3 separate regions of the Mus musculus genome follow, and all the other regions are linked to region 3. Evidence: chromatin contacts called from public ChIA-PET and promoter capture Hi-C data. All regions are on one chromosome and are shown on one strand. The core of a region is the stretch at or near the end of the contact, and the rest is flanking DNA. Distances in the headings are between cores, read along the strand shown. Region 1 overlaps Trmt11 (tRNA methyltransferase 11). Region 2 has its middle 120 kb from the start of Gm46219. Region 3 holds the start of Cenpw (centromere protein W).

Evidence for each region. Promoter capture Hi-C pulls out the DNA fragments that hold promoters and counts their contacts. ChIA-PET counts read pairs in DNA pulled down with a chosen protein or histone mark.
Region 1: a contact with region 3 is called in an RNA polymerase II ChIA-PET map of memory CD8 T cells, with 6 read pairs. The contact joins the enhancer-like site here to the promoter of Cenpw in region 3. A contact is called at or near these places in 6 of 39 promoter capture datasets (the 3T3-L1 cell line, 3T3-L1-derived adipocytes, the C10 cell line and 2 more), 1 of 15 datasets of contacts at CTCF or cohesin (CD8 T cells) and 1 of 115 datasets of contacts at active chromatin or transcription factors (memory CD8 T cells).
Region 2: a contact with region 3 is called in a promoter capture Hi-C map of hippocampal neurons, with 2.4 times the contacts expected there. The contact joins the enhancer-like site here to the promoter of Cenpw in region 3. A contact is called at or near these places in 4 of 39 promoter capture datasets (3T3-L1-derived adipocytes, hippocampal neurons, liver and 1 more) and 1 of 9 other capture datasets (adipose tissue).

Annotation. Positions count from the first base shown.
Region 1 is chr10:30,548,277-30,552,335 of GRCm38.p6, forward strand. All of the region lies in intron 11 of Trmt11 (tRNA methyltransferase 11), which reads right to left. Among named protein-coding and RNA genes, the nearest start is that of Trmt11, 50 kb to the right of the region's middle. Within about 2 kb of position 2,380, at least 20 of the 459 cell types and tissues checked have an H3K27ac peak or open chromatin away from gene starts, as enhancers often do. A contact at or near this core is called in memory CD8 T cells, where this site is marked.
Region 2 is chr10:29,821,486-29,825,726 of GRCm38.p6, forward strand. No RefSeq gene overlaps it. Among named protein-coding and RNA genes, the nearest start is that of Gm46219, 120 kb to the left of the region's middle. Within about 2 kb of position 2,361, at least 10 of the 459 cell types and tissues checked have an H3K27ac peak or open chromatin away from gene starts, as enhancers often do. A contact at or near this core is called in hippocampal neurons, where this site is marked.
Region 3 is chr10:30,197,496-30,201,997 of GRCm38.p6, forward strand. It overlaps Cenpw (centromere protein W), which reads right to left and starts at 3,045. Exons shown (of 3, transcript NM_001109747.1): 1 at 2,866-3,045; 2 at 971-1,084. The coding sequence starts at 2,985.

The sequences.
Region 1 (4,059 bases), core at 1,130-3,629, 350 kb after region 3:
CCAGGTCACAGTCACTAGGCTATGACCCTGAGTCATGGACATGAGCAGAGATGACCAATCCCTACATCACAGGATAATGCACGCACTAATAGAGCCCAGAACAAGACACCAGTAATTGTGGGACACGGCTGAAGCAGAGAGAAGAGCAGCAGGAAGGGCCTGAGAGCACTGACGGCAGGCTTTAGTTTTTCTTTGCAAACCTTCATGTCTTTCTGAATTGTCTCTGCACACATTTATGACATGAGCTAAACCTCAGACTCTAAATGGGAAAGGTAATGGCTAAGGACCCTGAACCAGCTTAGCTGCTCTAATGTGTCAGCATCACCCTGACCACCACTCTTGGGGACTTTTCGATGTCTCTCTGACCTTCAACAACCTCCTCCTCGCTGTCTCAATCACATGCTCAAAACCATCACCACTCACTCACCAGGCGGCACGCAAGCTGCATTTCACCCCATTATCAGAGGAAGGAATTCTCTTCAAGTCCTTCTTGGCTAGTCCTTAGGGAACTTGTGACCATTTTGGTTTTTTTCTCCTCTAAAAAGTCTTTAGCACTTACTCTACAGACAGAAATAATGTACTTTTTATAAAACTAGTCCATATCAAATTTAGAATCTCCATAGAAATATTTATGACATGAAGAAATATATTTTACATCATGACTGAAACTAAATTTAAAAATAGAAACAAAGAGGAAAATATGGCTTTGAACTTAAGCTTATACACAGTATAACCCATGGGTCTCTAAAACAGTGTCATGCTTAAGAATATACACTTATTTTTAGGTAGGATCCTACTTTTCACTATGTAGTGTAAGTTGGCCTCATATTCCAACTCTTTAAAGAAACCTTTTATGTATACTGACTCGTGTTTTGAAAGGACATTTGAATACGCACAAATAAAAATTTCTTATACTTAGGCTTCTTATATAACTATAAAATAAAAATATAAATCAAATTCACCTGTAAAAAAATAATTAAAAGTAATATTAAATGACATGAATAATGCTAGTATTGCTCAAACAAAGTTGCCAGTAGCTAGCTTTCTCTTTTGAGTAGGGTATGGTAGGCACAAACCACAGGATTTGTTCGACAGCATATAAAGATATTTGGAGGTTGGTTTTTTATTTTGGACTCCCAACATTACTGTGAGAAACCTCCTTTCTCATTAGCCTCTTACAGTCCGCTGTATCTATGGACTGGCTGTAGGACACCTCCTACCCTATACAGTAATCCAAAGAGTCCGGCAAGTCGGGAGACATTTGCATAATTATGTATAATCTCCTGTATTCTTTAAATCATCTTTAGATTACTCAGAATACCTAACAGCAAGTTGGGAGACATTTGCATAATCTATGTATAATCTCCTGTATCCTTTAAATCATCTTTAGATTACTCAGAATACCTAACACAAATATAAATGGTACTTGCTATACTGAATTACTGTGAAAATGGTAAGAATAAAAAGTCTTAGGTTTAGTATGTGTAAAACTATTATACTCCAAATTCAATTTTTCATTGAAGATTGGCTGAATCCAGATATAGAAACCACAGGTATAGAGGACTAACTTTATATATGAATGACCAAATCAATGGAAAACATATGTCCAAAATAATACTGAAAATTTGAATAGTAGCTTAAAAACATCTTCAGTGTATACGGAATTCCGTATTAGTGGACTGTTTGCCAACTATTAAATCTGTACTTTGCCTAGACAATTATATTAATACCTAACTCTGATTTTATTACTGTTTCCCTGTAACTTAAGTTACCTATTTAAAACTGAAATCAGACCAAACAGGCAAACCACACAGATTTAGATCAGTGGTTGCTAAAGGCAGGAGGAGGGGTAACTCCACTTGGGGGTTTCTTTGGGAGTAAATGACGTTTCCTGTGGGGCGGTTGTCTTTATAGTGGGACGGTTGCACAATTTTGTGGAAATACTACAAACCACAGGAAAGAGAAGTGTATAGTGGGAAATGCATGAATGCAAATGATATCCAAGAGGTTTCTAAAAGCAAAACTAGTTATACACATAAGCCTCTAGCTCTTCCATGAGTCACTTCTCAGTCACTCTTCTTCCTATAAAATGTTAAGTTCTTTCTAAATGTTATATATTTCACCTCCCGCCTGAAAAACAGACTGCAAATTTACTGACCACTGAACTGAATCATTCTTTGTTTCCTAGATAAGGACAAAAAGATGTTCTCTTCCATAAATCTACTGAATACATTAAAATATATTCCTAAAATCTTGAGACATGTTATTAAGCTCCTTGGACATCATTTATATTTTATGTGTCTCCGTGTATGTTTGCTACCTGTGTGTGGGTTTCCTCAGAGGCCACAGAAGGCCCAGGGCTGGAGGAAGCTAGTGATGAGCAGCCCCGTGGAGGTTCTGGGAACTGACCTCAGGTCTGCTGGAAGAACAGCAAGCACTCGTAACTGGTAAGCCATGCTGCTAGCGCCCACACTTTATTTTAACTGATAATTTGAACATATGGTTATGGGATATAATAGAAATTTTTGATATATGTATGTTAATCATATTCCTTTTTAAAACTTTATTTCATGAACATGTGCATACAGGTGCCACACACACCTGCTGAGCTTGGAGAACAACTTTCAGGAATCTTCTCCTTCTACAACATGGTGTCTGTGGAATCAAACTCTGGGTCACCGGGCCTGTGCAACGTAGCAAGCCACCTTGCTGGCCTTGCTGTCACTTCTATCAGTAACACCAGCAGCTGGATTTCTATCTTCCACAAAGAACATTTCTAGACAGTTTAACAGTTGGCAAAAAGAAATTAGATAACAAAAGCTCCATGGATTTGTGGAACCTGAGCAAGCAAGTGGACTCACTCAGGAGCTCTGCAGCTCTGAGACGAATCTCTGCTCTGTTTCAGTTTCGTTTCAGCCAGAGGAAGCCATGAATATTAAACCCACCAATATCAGAATGTAGTGAAGAGACAACAGAGATCTAATAATGAGCATGGGAGGATCTGGAAATAACTGACACAAATCAACCAGTAGATTTCCACAGTACTCTTCCCACTTGAGCTAGCTACACAGCTGGGAGAAATCTATCCTCAAATGAAACGTCTACAAAGGAACACAAACTAGCTCTACCTTATTCCTGGCACTCACGTCTCGTTGGGGTACAGTCACCCCTGTTATTTGGTGATACTTTTTAGACGTCTCTTATGTGTGTAAACAATTTAAGCTTCTTCAGTTTTCACATGACTCTCAAACACCTCTAAGTGTTAGTTGCTCCTTTCCATATCCCTCCCCTTTCCTTTCTTCCATCTCTCCCCCCATTTAATCCCCTGCTCCAATCCCAAATGTGTGCCCTATTTCCCCTTCCTTGAGAGATTTCCCTGCCCCACCTTCCCACTTGTCTCTTACTCTGTACCTAACCTCTATGGTTATACAGTTTGTAGCATGTTCATCGAATGCTTAAACGGTAACCTAACATCCACATATGAGAGAAAACGTATACTATTTGTCTTTTGGGGTCTGGGTTACTTCAGTCAGGAGGACTTTTTTTCTAGTTCCCTCCATTTACTCGCATATTTCGTAATTTTATTTAACAGCTGAATAAAGTTCTGTTCTATAAATATATCAATATTTAGTCTTGTTTGGGCTTTTTGTGTGTGTGTCTTACTATTCTTTTGCATATACACCATGGTTTCCAATTTTGTGGTTTATGCATTTCCTGTGCCTTTCTTTTCTTCCTTATTTTTTTTTAAATGATGGTTTGTTTGCCTAATTGTTTTCTAGAGAGAAAGAAAGGGTGCGGGGACATGGGTGAGAAAGATCTGGGAGGAGTTGGTGAAGGAAAAATGGTGATTAGAATAGCTTGTTCAAAAAGAAAACTTGCAAAAAAAAAAAAAAAAACCCAAAAAACTAAAACAAAACAAAAAAAGGAGAAACTGATACTAAGTTTTATACCCAGGAAGCTCATGCTGGCTTGAAACATACTATGTAGCCCAGGCTGCCTCAACCTTGAGATCCTCCTGCCTCAGGAGCCTGAATACTAGGATTACAGTCTACTTTTAAA
Region 2 (4,241 bases), core at 1,111-3,610, 380 kb before region 3:
TTATGGAGGTTGCAAAATTTTATTTCCTGTGAAGAACGAAGGTTTAATTAGCTAAAAAGGAAGTGAACACCAAAAAAGATAAGTAAAAGTTGGTCTCTGTCTCTCTCCAAGATTACCCTCAGTACTTCTGAACTTTATTATCCAAACAATGAAGGGATGGCGTGACTTGGCGCCTCCAATAATCTCAGACTCATTATTGTTCATGTAAAGTTGTGAAGGGGCTGTCAGCTCTTGCAATGACTTTGGACTAAGAAGAAGTAAACCTCAAAAGGTTTGGGATTTGGAGCAAGTTCAGATATGCTTCCAGAATTTGGCCGCTTGTCCAAAGCTTATCCGAACTATCGGAACCTTTTAAGTCCTCAGAATTGGCCTGGAAATTTTTGGCTTTTTACTGGCCCTGGCTTAGAACCACAGAAGGATGGTCTTTTATAAGGATTTTTGGCACCTCTGTTTCTGATGGCTGCTTACAAACTGCAAATATAAAATTAAAGAATAAACTGTTTTTTTAATATTGTGGAATATCAATATTTGGGGTTTTGTGAAACTGTGTTGCTTTTCCCCACAGAATTGGTTTACAGGTCCTCATGTGACAGCTTGTTCTCGGGGTCAGAGAAACACTTGCTTGTTAAGAGCTGAGGGATTTCTTTTGATGTAGAGCTTTCTGATCCTAAGTGGGTAATGCCCCAAGTACACAAGGACAGGTTGGTCACTTCATATGACACTTTAATAGAAAAGCCAGTCCTGGGCACATGTCCACTGGGATGTAATACTATTTCTTTAAGTTAGTAGGCAGATTTATGTTCATTTTTATATAAGTTGATCTTTGATTATCATCAAAGACATAAAAGATAACAATTAGTTAGTTACCTACTGATCCGGTGGCATAAGATATAACTACGTTTGACTTAAGGTCAAAGGTGAGCATAATTTTACACAAAATAAGTAATGATGTTTGAAAATAAAATGTAAACAATACTTTTTTTACTTTTACCCAATGTCATAACCATAATTAAAAATTCATCTTTTAAAAATACAAAGGTAAAATATGTTTAAATATATGTTCAATCAAATATTTTAAGATAGTCTCCTAGTTAAAATGAAAAGGAGTAAAGAAGAGCTCTAAGAATTAGCAACTAGATGTTTACTGACAATCTTTAGTTTAGTTTTTTTTAGACTATGCCGGGGCCTAGCAAACACAGAAGTGGATGCTCACAGTCAGCTATTGGATGGATCACAGGGCCCCCAATGGAGGAGCTAGAGAAAGTAGCCAAGGAGCTAAAGGGATCTGCAACCCTATAGGTGGAACAACATTATGAACTAACCAGTACCCCGGAGCTCTTGACTCTAGCTGCATATGCATCAAAAGATGGCCTAGCCGGCCATCACTGGAAAGAGAGGCCCATTGGACACGCAAACTTTATATGCCCCAGTACAGGGGAACGCCAGGGCCATAAAAGGGGAGTGGGTGGGTAGGGGAGAGGGGGTGGGTGGCTATGGGGGACTTTTGGTATAGCATTGCAAATGTAAATGAGCGAAATACCTAATAAAAAATGGAAAAAAAAAAAAGAATATCTTTGTGTATGCCTCTGTCCATCTTTGTCTCTGTCTCTCTGTCTCTCTGTCTTTCTCTCTCTGTCTCTCTGTCTCTGACTATCTTACACACACACACACACACACACACACACACACACACACACACACACACACACATAGAGAGAGAGAGAGAGAGAGAGAGAGAGAGAGAGAGAGAGAGAGAGAGCATGTTAATGTTCACATAATAAATAAAACACAGAATGGTAAGCCAGATTTCTAGGCTCGTATCCCAGTTTTCTATTTTAAATGCTCATTAATTTCATTTTTTTCAGCATATGAATCATTTTGGAATTGGAGCTGTACTTCTTTTTGTATCTCCATTTCTGTGCCTCTATACCAGGAGTCCCTGACGCCTCTGAGACTTCAGCTTTGAGGACATTGCATGTATAAATCCAGCTTATCTGCATTTCCACCACTAACAGTGCTGCTGCTGTTTTCTTTTTCTAAATCTATTAACCTTGTTATCACTCTGCCTTCTACTTTCTTAAACATTTTGCTTGTTTAGTTTATTCCTTGTGTATTCTTCAATGTTCTTTTTAATGGATCTCCTGTTAGCATAGCTAAATATGTGCACCTTATTTACAATTTTAGTTGAAAATTTTACTTTTAAAGATTTTTTATTTATTTTTATTTGTGTGTGTGTGTGTGTGAGAGAGAGAGAGAGAGAGAGAGAGAGAGAGTGCGCGCACACACACACACGCTCCAAATCCAGAAGAAGACATTGAATCCCCTGCAGCTGGAGCTCCAAGAAGTTGGGAGCTGCCTGACATGGGTGTGGGGAATTATACACCAATCCTCAGCAGGAACCATAAGTGCTCTTAAGTGCTAGGCTATCTCTACAGCCCTAGAGTTTGATTTAATCTCTCTGGATCTGAAAATTTCTCTCTTCAATTAAAGAACGTTAACTAGATTTTTCTAAAAGTACTTCCAGATCTTCTAAGGCATTAATAAAATCTTCAATTCAATTTACCTCAAATTAACATTTCATTCAATCGGTTTTATATCAAGTTATCTATGAAAGGGAGAGTTTGGTTTACCACTGAAAATCTATGTCATGGATCACTCGTGGTTTATGAACAACAAGGAGACATTAACACACATTTTAAAAAAAGAAAAGGAAGAACAGGAGAAAGAGAAAGACCAGTTTCTAAAATAATGCTAAACTGTAGCCCTGAAACATAACAGTCTATAATCCTTGAATACATGTCAAGTGCAATATGTTCTAATGTAAGGGGTATGTCCATTATTATGGGCCATATGTTTCACCATGATCCAAAAATGAATATTCCAGTTACTTGAAGGAATTAGTGTACCCTCAAAGCAAACATCTATCTATTAGGAAGAATAGAAAGTTCTTTCTCAAATTAAAACATTGTGCTATCAGATTTTTGTCTCAGCAATAATGTAGGAGAGGAAAAAAAGGTAAAACATATTTGGTTTGATGCAGCTTTATAATTACTTTCCTGTCTTCAGTCCTACCAGGCCCCATAGTCACATAAAAGGCAGCAGAAGTGGGCAAAGGAACACATTGTACAATCTTTTTTTGGAACTGTCCCTAGTTGTTCTCCTTCTGTAGTCATGTAGAGCCTCAAAGAATTTATGTTTAAAGGAAAACAAACCAGACTAGCTTGTTGAGGCATTACACAAATCATTGCATGCCTATTGAGCAGAACTATTACTATCCAAATGTTATGTTTCTGTGAGCTATACAGTGGTTGATAAGCACTAGCCAGTACTCCTTGTAGGTGTTCTTTGACTAGCAGGAAAGATATTGATAAATGATCAAATTATGGGATGATTGGCACATCACTCGTGGCCTAGTCTTGTTGCCAATGACTGTTGTCAAGCAAATTCCTCCCTTCTTACTGCATTTAGGCCTACTCTTTGGTTGCTTATATTATATAAACTGTAACTATCTTCTGCCATGGAGAAATGCTGCCTTTCTGGTACTGGGTAAAATAACCAGGCATATCAAGTGAGCTTTCTAACTGTTAATTGATAACGGCAGCAAGTCCTGCCAATCATTCAGGAACTCCCTATTCCTGTCTCAAGTAACCTTTCGGATGAGGATTGGCACGTCTCCTGCCTTTCAAACATTTCAGATATACTGTTTCTCGCTTTTTGGCAGGACTCTCACTGATTCTGGAAGAAGACCAAAATATATTATGTTATTGCATTTCTCAATTCTGACTTGGCTCTAGACAAAAATGCCCATTGATTTGTTAAGTGGGGAACTGGTTTTACCCCCTTTTTCATTTTCTCTTCTTATTAGTGGTTCAAGGTGATTTTAGGAATGCTATTAAGTGACACCTCTTGAGAGGCCATGACAGGCAGGCACATGGCAGACAGATCCACTGTGCTTGCATTTCAGTCAATGGGATTTTTATGGTACACTTGTGCACCGAGAGCTTACAGCTCATTTCCTAAATTACCATTTAGAGAGAATAAAAAGTTAACCAGCCCAACACCATGTCCTATTATGTTTAGCCAAAAGTATTAGAAAATTTAGTGTACTATTCATTAGGAAGAGTTTATTAAGATATCAAAGTTTAAACAGTGTATATCAATTTATAATTCTTTCATACAACAAAATTTCTCCAGGGAAGCTTTCAAATAACATTCAGCTTTCCCCAGCGGCTGTTTCTAGT
Region 3 (4,502 bases), core at 1,795-4,294:
TCTAAAGTATTAAAAAAAAACAGTTCTCAAACTCAAAACAACTATAAAGTAGTATCAAACAGTATAAATCCATCACAATATAAAACATCTCACAATTAAACTTGAATTTTAACAGCTGGTCATCTTACATTGAATAACTTGCTTCATATACAATTTTCAAAACATAAAATGTTACGGAAATAAAACAAAGAGAAATATTAAATTGTAAAAATTCTGGAAGGATGAGGCCCTAAGTTAGCTTCAAAACTATACAAATAAAAATAAAAATGTAAAAGAAACTGGCTATTACAGTTTAAAAAGAAAAATAGACCTCAGGTTCCGTGGGTTGGGTCTGCTAAGGCTGATGACCTGTGTCTCATCCCACATTGTGGAGAAGACCAACTGCCAAAAGTTGCCCTGACCTCTACAGGTATGCCTTGACAAGTGCACACACACACAAACACACGCACACATGCATGCAGGCAAATAATAATGGTAATAAAAAATTTTGAAAATGCTAAGTATGTTATATATTTAGAAAAAAAACCAGGGGTGTAAATTGAAAACACTTTCATATACTCTTCATGCTCTTAATCATTGCATTGCTTTCAGAAAAGTCCTTAATTGGAATATAATAGTTGTCGTGTTTCTCACTGAAGAGTATTCAGAAGTCTCATAAAAATTGCCAGGGCATGTCCAATGCCTTGGCTTCCCCAAGTAAGGCAGGGCCAGCAAAGAGATAGTACTATGGGTACTATATAAGAAAGTATCACGTGCTTAAACAAGTTTACAAAATGCTAAGTATGCTGTGTATTTTAACAAAGTTCAACAGCCTTCCTTGCTGGCACATCTCACAGTCTATCCTAACTCTTCTAGCACTATGCTAGCCTACAGGTATTTTGAAATAAAAAGTATTTGAATCAGACAAAGATGATGGCCATAACAGTATTTTTAAAGTTAACTCTTGTTACTAAGAAAATTTATATTTTACCTTTCCTGCAGCCAGTACATGATCCTTTTTGATAACTCTAGATTTACTTTCACAAGCATTTGTCCTGGACTCTTCTGCCAATCGCTGAATAAAAAGTAGGCAATTCAAATGGATCTTTAAAAGCAAAGCACAAGTAGGGTTATATAATATAAAAACCTTGTTAACATAAATTTATTACTCACAACTTTCTAACCCACAGCTTCTTCCAGGTTTGTGAGGGCACTATTCGCAGGTATCGCGCACATGTTTTCTTTATTTATATCAGTTACCAAGTATTCCAAACAAGGATGACTCAGAAGCTTCAGGGCTTTGTGCTTAAATAAAGAAGACAACGGCTTCTGATCCCAGTTCCCAGACGAATGAACAATCATCCCATAAGGCTGCACACTACACTGGGAGATCACATCAGAATTTGAAACACTGGGAAGAATATTAACGCCTCAACAACTAACTGGTATGGTAGTCATGCAGAAAAACGTGCTGCTTTAAATAGTACAAACTTTATGAATGGCATGGAGTGCTTTATCAGGTATAATTATGAAGTTAATGGAGAGCAGAACACTGTAAGCAAAGAAATGTCAATGAGCAACAGCCTAAACAGGAGCTGTTTAACAAGAGTGACAGAACAGGAAACCAGCACCTGGGAACAACAACTGGCCGAACAACTGGACCTTCCCTATGCTACCACTACAAAGTGTTGGGCTTCAACTCTGCTTGACACCTAGAGCACTCCACCGGAGTCCATACAGCCACGGGTCACTTCAGGACAGAAAATGGAAACTAAGCTACTTGAGAAAGGCCTGACAATCCCTTGAATCAGCTAGTGAGCTCCTGGATATTCCTCATCAGGTGGGTTTTGTTCTCTGTTAGACTCCAGGGAAAACAGAAGAAACTATCAAAAGTGTATTCCACGGAAATCCCAGCTCACTTACGCTATCTCAACCACTAAGGAGTCAGGGATGTGGAAAAAAACAGCAATGGAGAGAGAGAGAGAGAGAGAGAGAGAGAGAGAGAGAGAGAGAGAGAGAGAGAGAGAGAGAGAGAATGTAGATAATTTTGTAGTAGTCAAGAAAACCAGTATCTGGAGATGGCTCAGTGGTTAAGAGCTCTGCATCCCTTGTCAGGCACTTGGGAGGCAAAGGCAGGGATGAAGGTTGGGGGCCGGGGTGTCTCTGTGAGTTCCAGCCTAGTCTACAAACTGAATTCCAGGACTTCCCCGGGCAGGTACAGAGAAACTCTGCCTTGAAAATCAACATACTGAGAGTGTTAGTGGTGGTGGCAGAGGTAGGCCGATCTTTGAGTTCGAAGCCAGCCTTGTCTACACATCAAGTTCCAGGGTAACCAGGGCTACACAGACAAACCCTGTCTTGAAAAAAAAACAAAACGAAACCAAAGTAAAACAAAACAACACCCCCCCCCCCAAAAAAAAGGGCAGAAAACAAACTGATTTTACTTTCAGGCTGTAACATTGTTATTTATTTTTGGGCCAATTAATTAGTGGAAAGCACTATATTTCAGGTAAACACGAGTCTGAAAAACGAGTCTTGAAAGTTTTAAAGACTTGACGCCACATCTACACGATCACTTTAGTAGGGGACCTAGTGCAGCGGCCATAGAGAAATGGGTTCGGTAAGAACATACAGGAGCTGGGGAGGCAGGCAGGGGCCCAAATCTGTTTCTAGCCGGTTTACCTTCCATACCCGGATCAATTAAACTAATCCCAGAGCCAGGCAGTCTCCTTAACGGCTGGCCCTGGAAGCAATAAGGGGGGGTGCGGGGCCTTCCCGCGGGAGTTTTGAACGGGCTCCGCGTCCTCCTTCCGCGGTCCCCCGGGGCAGGGCGCTCCGCGGCCGGTCGTGGCCGGCGGGCCTGAAGGCGGAGAGAGCAGGACTTACCAGGAGGTCGCAGCACCTCCCCAGACCTAGGTGAGGCTTCTTCTGCTTTAAGGTGCGCTTGAGGAAGGCGCGGGGCGCCTTGCGCTTTACCCGCCTAGTGACTGTGGTGGAGGGCGCCATCCTCGCGGCCCGTCGCACGTCAGGGCCGCTCACCACAGACTGACACGCCACTTGCCTCCCCACACCGCCGAGTGGTCGATTTGAATTGGCCGCCGGACGGCGCACGGCTGTGACGTCACTGAAAACCACACCCACCGCAGCACCGGAAGCGCAGGCTGGAGGATGGACTCCTCAGGAAAAGGGTGTGTCCTGCGAACCCACTGCTTCAAGGTCTCTAAGGCTTGCTTTGCTGTTTTTGTCTGTAGTTTTCTATGGTGCTGTAGTTCGACTCTTGGTTCCATACAAAGGATGAGAAATTGTGAAAATAGTCAATAAGCCCAGTAAAACCCTTCTGTGCTCACCAAGCTATCCATATAGCAACTGGATTCTAATGAATAAGAAAGTAAATGAAAGAAGTTTGTGTTTTATTAGGAACTTAGGCCCGATTTTTTGATATTACCAATAAGCAATGTATATTTTTATATTATTGCATTTGGCTTTGCATGAGATTCTTTTTTTCTTACACCAGATTTTCCTCACAAATGCTCTCCCTTCATTGTTCCCTCCCTTAATTTCCCTATAGCTTTCAAATATACTTTCTTTTTCTTTTATTGAAAATAGATTTCTTTTTCATAAGCTGTATTCTGATTGCAATTTCCCCTCTCCTACCAGCTCCAAAATGCTCCGAATTTCTGTTCCTATTCACATCAATACCCTTTCAGTCTCTCCTCAGAAAACAAAACGGGATCTAACAAATAGTAATAAAATAAAATAACAAAGCAAAAACAATCACAAGAGGGAAAAAAAACAGAAGAAAAAGAGCCAAGGAAAAACCACAAGAAAGCATTTAGAGGCAGAAGCACACATTTGAGCACCTAAGCATTCAATAAAAATCACAAAAGCAGAAGCAATATTATATATTCTTTTTTGCCATATAATCTTATATTTATTTTCATTCATATAGTAATGAGGCTACTGCAAGCCAATTCAGATATTGTCTTTAAAATACTGTGGTGTCAAAAAAAATAAGCCTACAAAATGCAATGTCTGTTCTTGTGTGTACACTGCATCCCCAGCTAAATACCTGTGTGCCAATTAAATGGTATTAAGAGATATGGAAGAAATTGATCCTATTAAAAGATTTTATCAAGAAGTTTATAATTCTTCAAAGTTTCAGAGGCTCATCAGACAGGAAAGACATAAATGTTGCTGGCGCTTGCATTTAAATCTCCAGGTCAAAACCACAGTCATTTTCCCCATGAACACATCATTTTAGGTCTTTCTTGACTTCTTCTGTCAGATTCCTAGGACATTCATTCTATCAAAAATGTTCTCTTTTTTTTTTTTTTTGCCTTTTTTTATTAGATATTTTCTTTATTTACATTTCAAATGCTATCCCTAAAGTTCCCTATACCTTCCCTCTGCCCTGCTTCCCTACTCACCCATTTCCACTTCTTGGCCCTGGCATTCCCCTGTACTGGGGCATATAAAGTTTGCAAGACCAAGGGGCCTCTCTTTCCAGTGATGGCCAACTAGGC